Regions from separate parts of the Mus musculus genome. Here region 1 is linked to region 2. A link is a contact called in public promoter capture Hi-C data. All regions are on one chromosome and are shown on one strand. Each heading gives the region's core, a stretch centred on a gene start, on an enhancer-like site or on the middle of the called end of the contact. The rest is flanking DNA. Distances are from core to core; before and after follow the strand shown.

The links. Promoter capture Hi-C pulls out the DNA fragments that hold promoters and counts their contacts.
Region 1: a contact with region 2 is called in a promoter capture Hi-C map of embryonic stem cells, with 4 times the contacts expected there. The contact joins the enhancer-like site here to the promoter of Ube3c in region 2. A contact is called at or near these places in 7 of 39 promoter capture datasets (the HPC-7 cell line, HPC-7-derived erythroid cells, embryonic stem cells and 3 more), 1 of 15 datasets of contacts at CTCF or cohesin (CD8 T cells), 5 of 484 Hi-C or Micro-C datasets (Th1 cells, embryonic stem cells, liver and 2 more), 3 of 115 datasets of contacts at active chromatin or transcription factors (a beta-TC-6 cell line, embryonic stem cells and intestinal villus epithelium) and 1 of 9 other capture datasets (pancreatic islet).

What each region holds. Positions count from the first base shown.
Region 1 is chr5:29,622,751-29,628,602 of GRCm38.p6, reverse strand. The region is part of intron 13 of Ube3c (ubiquitin protein ligase E3C); the gene reads right to left. Among named protein-coding and RNA genes, the nearest start is that of Ube3c, 56 kb to the right of the region's middle. Within about 2 kb of position 3,137, at least 18 of the 459 cell types and tissues checked have an H3K27ac peak or open chromatin away from gene starts, as enhancers often do. A contact at or near this core is called in embryonic stem cells, where this site is marked.
Region 2 is chr5:29,565,673-29,570,948 of GRCm38.p6, reverse strand. Ube3c (ubiquitin protein ligase E3C) reads right to left here and starts at 1,707. Exons shown (of 23, transcript NM_133907.3): 1 at 1,369-1,707. The coding sequence starts at 1,434.

The DNA of each region.
Region 1 (5,852 bases), core at 1,888-4,387, 56 kb before region 2:
TAATTAATCTCTGGTCTACCCTGGGTAAGTCGTATACAACTACTTTCTACTACTAATAAACACTTTGGACAAGTAAGGACTCTATCTCATCAAGAACTGATGTGGGGGAAAGCCTTCATCATACAGAACCATGTCACTTAAAACTCCCACACTCAAGCCGGGCGGTGGTGGCGAGCGCCTTTAATCCCAGTACTCAGGAGGCAGAGGCAGGTGGATTTCTGAGTTCGAGGCCAGCCTGGTCTACAGAGTGAGTTCCAGGACAGCCAGGGCTACACAGAGAAACCCTGTCTCAAAAAAAAAAACAAAAACAAAAACAAAAACAAAACAAAACCTCCCACACTCTGAACACTCAACCCTGAGCTAAGGCAGAGTCTGGGCCCTAGGCTCAACACCAGCCCACTGCCCAGTCCTGACTCCTCATGGCTCCCAGCAGCATCTGGGTGTTCAGGAGGTTGGGAACCCCAGCTTGCCTTCCTGTTTCTCACCCAGGCTGGGGCCCCCATCTTGGGCTATGTTTGTAGCCTAAAACCTCCCAAGCTGTGTTCACACACACCAATTGCAGTGAGGCAGAACACGGACCCACAGAGAACCAACTCCCACAAGTTGTACTATTACCTTCATACATGCGCTGTTGTATGTACCCCCCCAAATATGTGTAAACATATCATTTATAAAATCTTCAAGTGCCAATTTCACATAAATATGAATCAACTTTAAAAAAAATATAAGCAGGTGGCTGGAGAGATAGCTCAGCAGTTAGGAGTGCATACTGCTCTTCCAGAGGACCTGAGTTTAGTCCCTATCATCAACACTGTGGGTTCCTCACAGGTACCTATTACTCCAGTGCCAAGGGATCTAATGCCTTCTTCTCAATTTCTGATGTAACTTGCACTCATGTGCACATACCTACAGACACATAATTAAAAACAATAAAATCTTGGAAAAAAGTAAGTAGTATAAGTCTGTCCAAAATTTTAGGAGGTAAAATGATCTTTTAAAAGCATATACAATTTATGTACAATCCAAATACACCAGGCAATCTGTATTCTCATCTGGCACAAGTATTGTTAATACTCGTAGACGCTAACCAACATTTTCCCTCCATGTGAACTATTTTTCTTCTCAAAGAAAAATATAAAATTTAACAAACCATGGAAATATGATTGGATTCACTCTCACATTACTTTTGTCCACACACTCAGCAATGAAATGCCAACCATGATGCAAACTTTAGCAAAAAGGATGGACAAGTCTGCATAGGTAGCCCACAGAAAACACACAACTTTACTCAAGATGATGAAGGTAAGAACAACTGGAGAGATGGCTTTAAACTATCATCTTTAAACAGATGCCCAGTGCAAAATTCACAAGATAGTTTTTCTTTCTAATTACTCAATCAAAATTTCTGGAAAACTGTACCAAATAGAAAGACTCTAAGACTCTTAGATGTAAGTTGTAACAAAGTTATAGGTATACCCATCTTAGGAAACTTTGAACAAAGGTTATAAAAACTTGCCCAAAGTGAGTTTTCTACAGATTCAAGCTTGTGGTTCCCAGCCTCTACAACACATGGAGATCACCTGGGAGGGTAACAAATATCCACATAGGGGGCATCACCACTCACACCTCAGTCCAGAATGGTTTAAGTGGAGCTAGCAAACTGCCACTCTGAACTGTTACAGAGAGGAGTCTGAAGGACTTGAGAACCAATGTGATTTATAAGAAATAAAAGCAAAGAAGCATACTTTAGAATGACCAGCTGCACCTGTAACACAGTATTAGCAGCTTTTATAAATACGACATATATATGCTTGATGTATTAACTGCTGCCCCTCATCCTAAATCAGTGATTTACAATAAATGTTCAGAATAAAAATAACTCAGTCCTTGGAAATGAACACAGTAATTATGCAAGCATTCACATTCACATGCAGCACAGTAATACCTTACAAACTGGTTTCCTTCAACCCCAATATTAAAATTAAAAAGTTAGTCACTAGAAACATACAGATTTCTTATGGAAGTCCCAGCTGACAAGTGCCCAGTTACAGATTATACATTAATACAGACTATTTTTTACAAGATCCTTATGTTTATAGAGTTCTGGTTTTGATGATGACAGGAAATCCTGCTGACAGATTGAGAAGCTCAGGGGAATGTCCTACTAGCTATCATAACATAACTAGATATAATACTATCATGTTGTAAATCCATCTGTAAACTGAATGACAACACTTGGATGGAGATGACTGGTATACATACAGCCTATTTTGAAAAGCAACTGCAAGATAAAAGTATAATAATTAAAACCAAACAACATAGCTATTTTTTTCTTCCCTGACACTAAGGATTTAATCTAAAGCCTCATGTTTTCTGGATAGGGGTTTAACCACTGAAATATATTCCCATTTTTATTTTGAAACAGAGTCTCACTCACTAAGTTGTCTAAGTGGACCTTACCCCCCCCACTGGAGCCCAGGAAGCCACAAACTTGCAGTCCTGCCTAGTGCCCGAGATTCCCCAGTCTATGCTGGCTGGTCTAGCAACAGGCACAAGCAGCAGCACACACGTCTAGATACTGAAAGGGGCAAATGTACAAGGTGGTAAATACATGAAAGGAGAACTTTTTAAAGCCTTGATTTCAAATGACGAACACATTCAAAGGTGTAAAGAACACACAGCCTCACAGGGCATTTTTCCCGATGCTGTAAAAGTTGCCCGTCTGGAGGCCACCACAGCTGCACTTCCTGTGGCCACAGATAGTCATGAAAACCAAGCCTTGGAGAATGGGCTCGAGTGATAAAGAACAACTCACACCCACCGCCCGAACTCCTCAGTGGGGAAACCCATGGACCGTGCCCGGGGCCCTTAGGTAACTATGAAAACCAGGCCATAGAGAGCATGCGTGTGCATGCAAGTGTTCAAGAAAGGCATGAAATAATGTGTGGAACGCCCTAGCTGTAATAGGCTGAATTTAGCTTAAAAACTCCAGTCTGGTACAGCAAAATCACTCACCTTCCGAGGGCCCAGCAGAGAAAACTTCTTGCTGAGAAATAATCTGCTTGGACCCCAAGCGGATGCTCAGGCGGACACGCGCCTCTTAGACAACAAAGCCTGCACTGCCCGCTCAGCTCCAGAGGTTCCGAAAGCATGGAACATCGAGCTGCATTTACCAGCTTGCTGCCGGGAGCTAGGCTATGCCCTCCAGGCTGGAAAGGTTAGTAAAGAGCGGGTGTGAGAATGAAAGAACAAACGAACCAGTGTGGGCCTGTTTTACCATTTATTTGCCTTTTGCTGTTTATGAATAAATAAAAGTACTAGAACCTTGGTTTCGAGGAATTTGCTTTATGCCACGTTTTACGGCAGTGGCAGTTCAGTGACAAAAGGAATGTGAGAAAACTAGTGGCATGCTGTTACAGGAGCACCACCTGACACAAGAGACTCTCTTACAGGAAATGGAACGAACACAATGAGTTTACTGCAAGCCCTCATTACACAATGATACTGCCCAGGCCCAGTCTCAGTTCTCTGCCATTCCCTAGCACTGGGCAGCCAGCATTGAGTTACTTAAGGAATCAGTAGTTAAGGCTTGAAATGCTGCTCTGAGTACACGCAATCCCATTTTACATACCTCTCAGTTATCACTTGTTAAACATAATGCATTTTGAAGGACAGGATTTTCTTCAATGTTTTAAATACTACAAAATGGTTTTCCTTAAGTATTCATTTCAACTAGCCACAAAAAAGTAAAACAATGCAAAACCACCCAGCCCATCTCAAGAATAAGGATAGGCAAGAACAGATCTTCAAAAATAGAACACAGGTCCATCACTCAAGAGACTCCTGTGAAAATGTACATCAGGATCCTCGCCAGGACACTGGCTGCATCCATTCACTCTGTTCAAAAGTTGGGTTGTTGCACCTCACCTCACAGATCCGGAGCAGCCATGCTAGCAAAGCTATCACCATCCTCTGAATAGATATCTATTACACTCTGCCTTGGAAGAAGAAAAGCCCAAATTCTTACTTAACAAATGTGAAATGTCCAGGTTACTACAAGACTATTAGTTTTCAGCCAGGCTCAGACACAAGCTGAAAACTAAACTCTGTATAGGCTGTTTAACAGTTGTGCTAGCCCATAGGAGAAAGCTGTTCATTTAGAAGAAAGCAACATTAATTTATTTAAGTTCTTGAACTTATTTTTCACAGAAAGCCTTATCTAGTTCAGTTACTCTACCAAGACAACATAATTATGTTTGATTTTAAAAAGTATAAAGCAACAATCTCCAATTTTGGAATGCGTTTTTCAATAAAATTTTAATTATGGGGAAAAAAAAGTTGGGCTGTTGGTTGTCTTTTTTTCTTCAGAGCTGGGTACAGAACCCATCTGCTTGGCAAATGTTTTACTTACTACTAAGCCACATTTTCATACCTGGGTAGCTTTTTAATAATGTTTTTGAAATAAATAAATAAATAGTAACTATAAATAAAATTGGGTTTTATGATACGTTCATATATACAGTGTGTTTTAAGCACATTCATCTCCTCCTTAATCTTTCCTACCCCTACCCAGTTTCCTTTCCTCATTCTCTGCTTTCATGTCTTGTGAGTGTGTGTGTGTGTGTGTGTGTGTGTGTGTGTGTGTCCAGTAAGATTTGTTACAGTTGCTAACAGGAGCACAGATGAGAGGTTACAAAATCACGAGCACCTTACCAGGGGCTATAATACTCAGGGAATGTCCCCCTCTTTCATGAATTGCCTATGTTAAATCTTATTTCAGGAGACCTTCCCACTTCAATGATAGGCTACTGAAGGACCTAATATTGTGAAGACAAGCATAGCTGATGTGAGTTCAAGAGTGCAGCAGCCAGGGCTGGAGAGATGGCTCAGCAGATGAGAGCAGACTGCTCTTCCAGAGGTCCTGAGGTCAATTCCCAGCAACCACATGGTGGTTCACAATCATCTGTAATAGAATCTGATGCGCTCTTCTGGTGTGCCTGAAGACAGCTACAGTGTACTCATATGCATAAAATAAATAATTCTTTAAACAAAATCAGCATTCCACACCTATTCCCTTCCTCTAATTCTTACATTCTTCTACTATGTTCCACAGCCTTGGATATTGTAGTGGTCTGAATGAAAATGGCCCCCATAGACCCAAAGGGAGTGGCACTATTAGGAGGTATTGCTGGAGTATATGTGGCTTTGTTGGAGGAAGTGTGTCACTGAGGTTAGGCTTTGAAGTTTCAAATATTCAAGCCAGGCCCAGTGGCATGCTCTCTTCTTGCTGCCTTCAGATGTGAATGTAGAACTCCTAGCTACTTCTCCAGCACCATGTCTGCCTGCATGCCTTGACAATAATGGACTAATATTCTAAACTGTTAAGTCAGCCCGCTATTAAATGTTTTCCTTTGTAAGAGTTGCAATAGAAACCCTAAGACAGGTATGGATGTCCCATTTATGGGTCATTTATTCTTAGTAATTTGGCCAGTTATCAGTCTCTGAACTAACTGCTGATCACTGCAAAGAGAAGCTTTCTGACCAAAGTTGACAACAGCACTATTCTATATAGGCTTGTATTTAGAAAGTAATGTGATATGGACATCATGTTCAGTTAGCAAAGAGCAGTAGCTTCCCCACTATGGCACAGAACCTTCCTAGATATGGCCTTCTGACTGGGTCTATAGTATGAGGGCTAGTCAGCAGAGAGGAAGCTAAAAGTCAAGTTTCAACTTTGCTTTTCTGTCCCATGACCAAATTAGCCTTAGGTTTTAAAAGAATCCATACAGATCCCAGGTCGGTCTGAAACTTATGATCTTCCTGCCTCAATCTCCCAAGTATTGGGATGTACC
Region 2 (5,276 bases), core at 458-2,957:
ACATCAACTCGGGAAGTAACGGGCAGTGTGCACCAGCAGAACACAGTGTAAGCAACATCCACCAAAGCACCCATGAAAACCAGGATGGGTTAATTATGGTTTTTTCAGGTCCTGAACTAACAGGGACACAGTGGGATGGAAGAATCTATCAAAGAAAGCACCTAGCTCAAGAAGCAAGGCACAGAGGCTGACCAAGCTTCATCTGACCTCGTTTGCACGAAGCTCAACGTTAAAAGTGACCTGTAGAAACTGGTCAGAAAAGCAGTTTGCTTGGTGAAGAACAATTATGGGTAGGATGGGACATTCGTTTTCAGGAGTGACCATTTACAAATGTGTGTCCAGATAAAAATCCTTTATAAAATGAAGCTGGAGCAAAGGCTCAGCAACACTGCTCTCAAACGTACAATAATTTGGGGGAAAAAAAAAGACAAAAAATTTTACATTAAAGGGCTAGGGAGATGGCTAAGCAGTTAAGGTCACTTATTGCTTTTACTGAGGGTCTGGGTTTTCTTCCTACTACCCACATGTCAACTCACAAGTGTCCTTAACTCCAGTTCCAGGAGATCGGAAGCCCTCTTCTGACCTCTGCGGGAACTAAGCAAGCCTGTGGTGCACATTACATACATGCAGGCAAACACTCATATGTATAAATTTTTAAAATAAAGCTTTAAAATTTCGCCTAATGGGAAAAAAAAATCCTTTTAACAACTCTAGGGATCCTGTCTGGATTCCGGGCTCGGCCTAGAGCATCACGGCCGATTGCCTTCATCCTTCAGACAGCCCCAAAAAGCCGACCAGTGTCAAAACCATCACCAAGCAAAGGTCCAAAAGCGACCGGGGCCTCAGGCCTCAGGCAGGCAAAACTCTGTATTGCTCCGAGTGGGGCAAGCTAAAGCGCGATGCAGATTACAAAGACCTTGTCCTACCTGCCCCCTCCCACTTCACAGGCACGAGGGACTCTTCCCTAAGCTGTTCTTGAGGGCAAGGCACTCACTCCAAGCTTTGTGAGGAGCGGGTATGTCAAGTTTATAGCTTGTAAAGAGTTCTTAAAGGGCGGAATGGGGGCGGGGGCACCTGCCTCGCCCTGCTGGACAGCTAACTGTGTAACGCCCCCAGCCAGACTGCCAGTGCACGTGCTTCCAGGTCAAAACTGCGGCCCTTGGGCAGGCGGCCGCGAGGTCGCAATGAATGACCCAGCCGCTCAGTCCGCGGCTCGACAGCGCTCCTCTGGAGCCTCCTCACAAACCTGTCAGGACTGCACCGCAGCCGCACCCGGCTGGAGCTCGCTCCACACCTTACAGCGGAGCAGCGCCGCCTGGGTGCTGTCAGACCCGGGTTCGGTTAACACCTCGGGCCGCACCGCCTCACCTTCCTGCTCGCGCCACCGAGAGACACTTTGGGCCTTGTCTTGAAGTCGCCTTCGAAGCTGAACATCTTCGCCGCTTATCCCATCTGCGCGGCCCGGCAGGCAGCGGAGCGGCCGGGGGCGGGCCCGGCGGGCTGGGCGGGGCCCGGCAGGGTCGCGGCCTCGCTGTCCCGCGCCGCCCCCCCCGAGGCTCAGCGCTCTCCGCCCTGCACGCGGGCGCGAGCGCGGCGACGCTGGAGGCCGGCCTGTCCCCGCTGCTTATTTATCCACAGCGCGCCACCGTCAAGCGAGGGACGCCCCGACTCGCGCCTGCACCGCGCTGCCGTAGGTACCAAGATGGTGACCGCCCGCACTGCGCGCGCGGTCCCGTGAACGTGCGCGGTCATCGACGGCGCGGCGCTCCTCCCGGCAGCCCCCGCGAGCGCGGGCACCGACGCCAGGGCCGCCATCGATAATACGGTGCTCCTCCCGGCAGCCCTTGGACTTGCCTGCGTGCGCGGCTCCGCGGGTGCAACATCCTTCCGCGCGTGCGTCATGCCACCAGACGATTTCCGCCGCCCGCCGCCCATTGACGCCGACCGGGTCGCGCGCACTGCTGGAGACCGGAAGCCCTGCATAAGAGGCCGCTTTCACCCTCCAGCTAGATGTGGGGGAACAGGTTACTAATGCAGAGACTCTACACCATGACAGACAGAGACGAATAATATATGTTATACGAACAAAGGTATTCGTGAACACACACCATACAAATACACAAATGCACACCAACAAATGAAAGTTATATTCATATATATATTCACATATTCATATATATATATATAAATGCATGCCAAATGTATAAATGCATCATAAATACATAATGCACAAATATACCCTATCATATATCTATACACTTATGCATGTTTAATATATGTATGTACATGTATAAAAACGTGCTATTACATATACATAAGCACAAACATAAATATACACAAAGTAATGTAAATGAATCGATGTCATATACAACATATATACATACACATATGTCATACAAACCAACATAAATATATATCATGTATGCATGCATATATACACATATACATATGCATAAAACAGTATGCATATACATAGAGTTTAACACAAATACATGCCATGGCATGCATAAAAAAAATATATATTATGCATATATGTCATGTACATGCACAGTATTATATAGTATATGCTCTGTGTACATACATATATGTTATGTATATTGTGTATACACAAGTATATATACAGATACATAAATATATCACATACACATGCATTACCATGTGCACATGATAGAAGACATCTTGTTTTGCTTTGTTTTTGTTTCTTCTTCAAAAGATTTATTTATATGTATGAATATTTGACCTGCATGTATATTACGTGTCTGTGAATTATGTGTGTGTGCTTGGTACAAGACAGTGCATTGGATCTCTTGGAACTGGAATTGCCATGTAGGATCTGGAACTGAAACCAGTTCTTCTGCAACAAGTGCTCTTAACTTATGAGCCATGTCTCCAGCACAGTTTAATTTTTTGTTTTTGAAATAAGGTCTCACTGTATAGCCCTAGCTGGCCTGGACCTCACAGTGATCCTCTATCCACTGCCTGTTAGTGTTAGGATTAAAGATCTGTACCACCATACAAGCCAGTCCTCTTTTTAATTAAAAAAATGTACATTTTAGTTTACTTAGTGTTTATGGGGTAGGGTGCATGCCATGATGTGCATGTGGAGGTCAGAGTACAACTTGTCTCTCTTTCCACTATATGGGTACCAGGAATCAAACTCAGGTCATAAGACTTGGTAGCAAGCAACTGGTACTTTTCATCTGTTCTATCATTTTACCAGTTCTCTCTCTCTCTCTCTCTCTCTCTCTCTCTCTCTCTGTCTCTCTCTCTCTCTCTCTCTCACTGGCTCTGTGTGTGTGTGTGTGTGTGTGTGTGTGTGTGTATGTACACATATTTGAATGTCAGAGGATAATTTATAAGAGTCTGTTCTCCACTACCAAGTGTATTCAAGAGTGTGAGTTCAGTCGTCAGGCTTGATGGGAAGCACATTTACTGCTGAATCATCTTGCCAACCTCAAGTTTAGTGCTGTATTGGCAACAGTGACAAGAGCCCCAATATTTTTGTAATTGTTTGAATAAATATGTAATGACTAAAAGGCCGGGGGAAGAGGTAGATCAAAATCCTATAGATACAGATTCCTACTTAACAGATGGTGTGACATTACTACACACTAAGGAAGCCATGGAGACAGAGCTCTCATTCTATTGAGAATTCAGAATGAATGCAGAACTACCTGCAACATGCCTTGGCAGTTTCTCTAATAAAGATTTTTTTGTTTTGTTTTTTGTTTTTTGTTTTTGTTTTGTTTTTCAAGACAGGGTTTCTCTGTATAGCCCTGGCTGTCCTGAACTCACTTTGTAGACCAGGCTGGCCTTGAACTCAGAAACCTGCCTGCCTGTGCCTCCCGAGCGCTGGGGTTAAAGGCATGTGCCACCATGCCTGGCTCTAATAAAGATTTAAACACAAATTCTTACCATATGAACTAGCAATTGTCCAGGAGTAAGGAGGGCTGTGACTGAAACCACACCTGAACATGACACTTGCAGCAGCTTTGTAATTGCCCAAATCTGGAAACAACCAAACAGCAAAAGGAGAGTAACTATTGTACAACACCTGAGATGGCCTTTGAGAACAGGATTTTACACTGATGAAACACTAGTGCCCAAAGGTCACACTGGTACCATGAAATTCCATTTAGAACAGAGCCACGGTATGAGAGTTGCAGGCAAGGTAGAGGAGAGCGCAATAGTCTCTGGTGCCAGGAAAATCAGTAGTTGTGATAGTGGTTGCACAAAAGTACACGTGACAAGGTGACCCAAGTCAGTTTGGGTGACACAGAACTATTTGGAGGAGACATTGAATGTGTTGTTATCTTGTTTGTGGCAGTGATACCATTGGGTGTATACTCAGAAATAATCAGTACACATTAAATACAGATATCTGCCCCTTCTACATAATTTCAAATACCTAAGTCAGTTATGGTTCAAAAATATTAAATGGAAAATTCCAGATACAAGAAAACTCACAAGTAGTTTTCTAAGTAATCGGATGAAATCTTACTGTTCTTCCTATAACCTGAATGATGCCCTCATTTAATATCCACATTTGCACTTGTTACCTTCCCATTAGACACTTAGCAGTCAGCTTTGCTATCATATCAGTTTTCACTTAATGCTTGTGAGGTTGTCAAATGCCTCTTTTGAGGGAAAAGGTGCAAGCCCATCAAGTATGTGTGGAAAACACTGTATGTATAAGGCTCAGTACTATCCATGCTTTCAGAGTTCCGCTGAGGCACTGAGGACTCAGCTTCATGCATTCAGGAACCAAAGTGTGAATAGTTCTTTGTATATTAATTGTATAGAAAACAACCAATAACTGTATAAATGCAGTGTCATTTGTGTATTGAGCCATGGTGATTTAAAGTATAATCATAGTCAGAGGCTAGATTCAGGATTTCCAAGGTACCTGAGATTACAAATGCTTCCCACTTTTGTCCTCATGTTTATGTAGCAAGCAGTGTTCTTGCAACATGCTGTGGATGTGGATGTGGTTGTGTGACTCAAAATAACAAATTTTAATTCAGCCTAAAATAATAACAAATTATTTACAACTGCATGGCAGGTGGTGTGTATAGACTAGGGATGGTTCATTTTATGTTTCCAGATGCTAAGGAATTTCTAGATGTTGTCTGCTAGTAAAACATTATTTTTGGTTGTGTCTGTGAAGGCATTTCCAGGAGAGATTAGCATTTGAACAGGACTGATTAAAGATCTGCTCACTTCTGTGGCCTGGCATCCTGTAGCCACTGCAAGTCTGACAAAGGGATGAAGGAGAG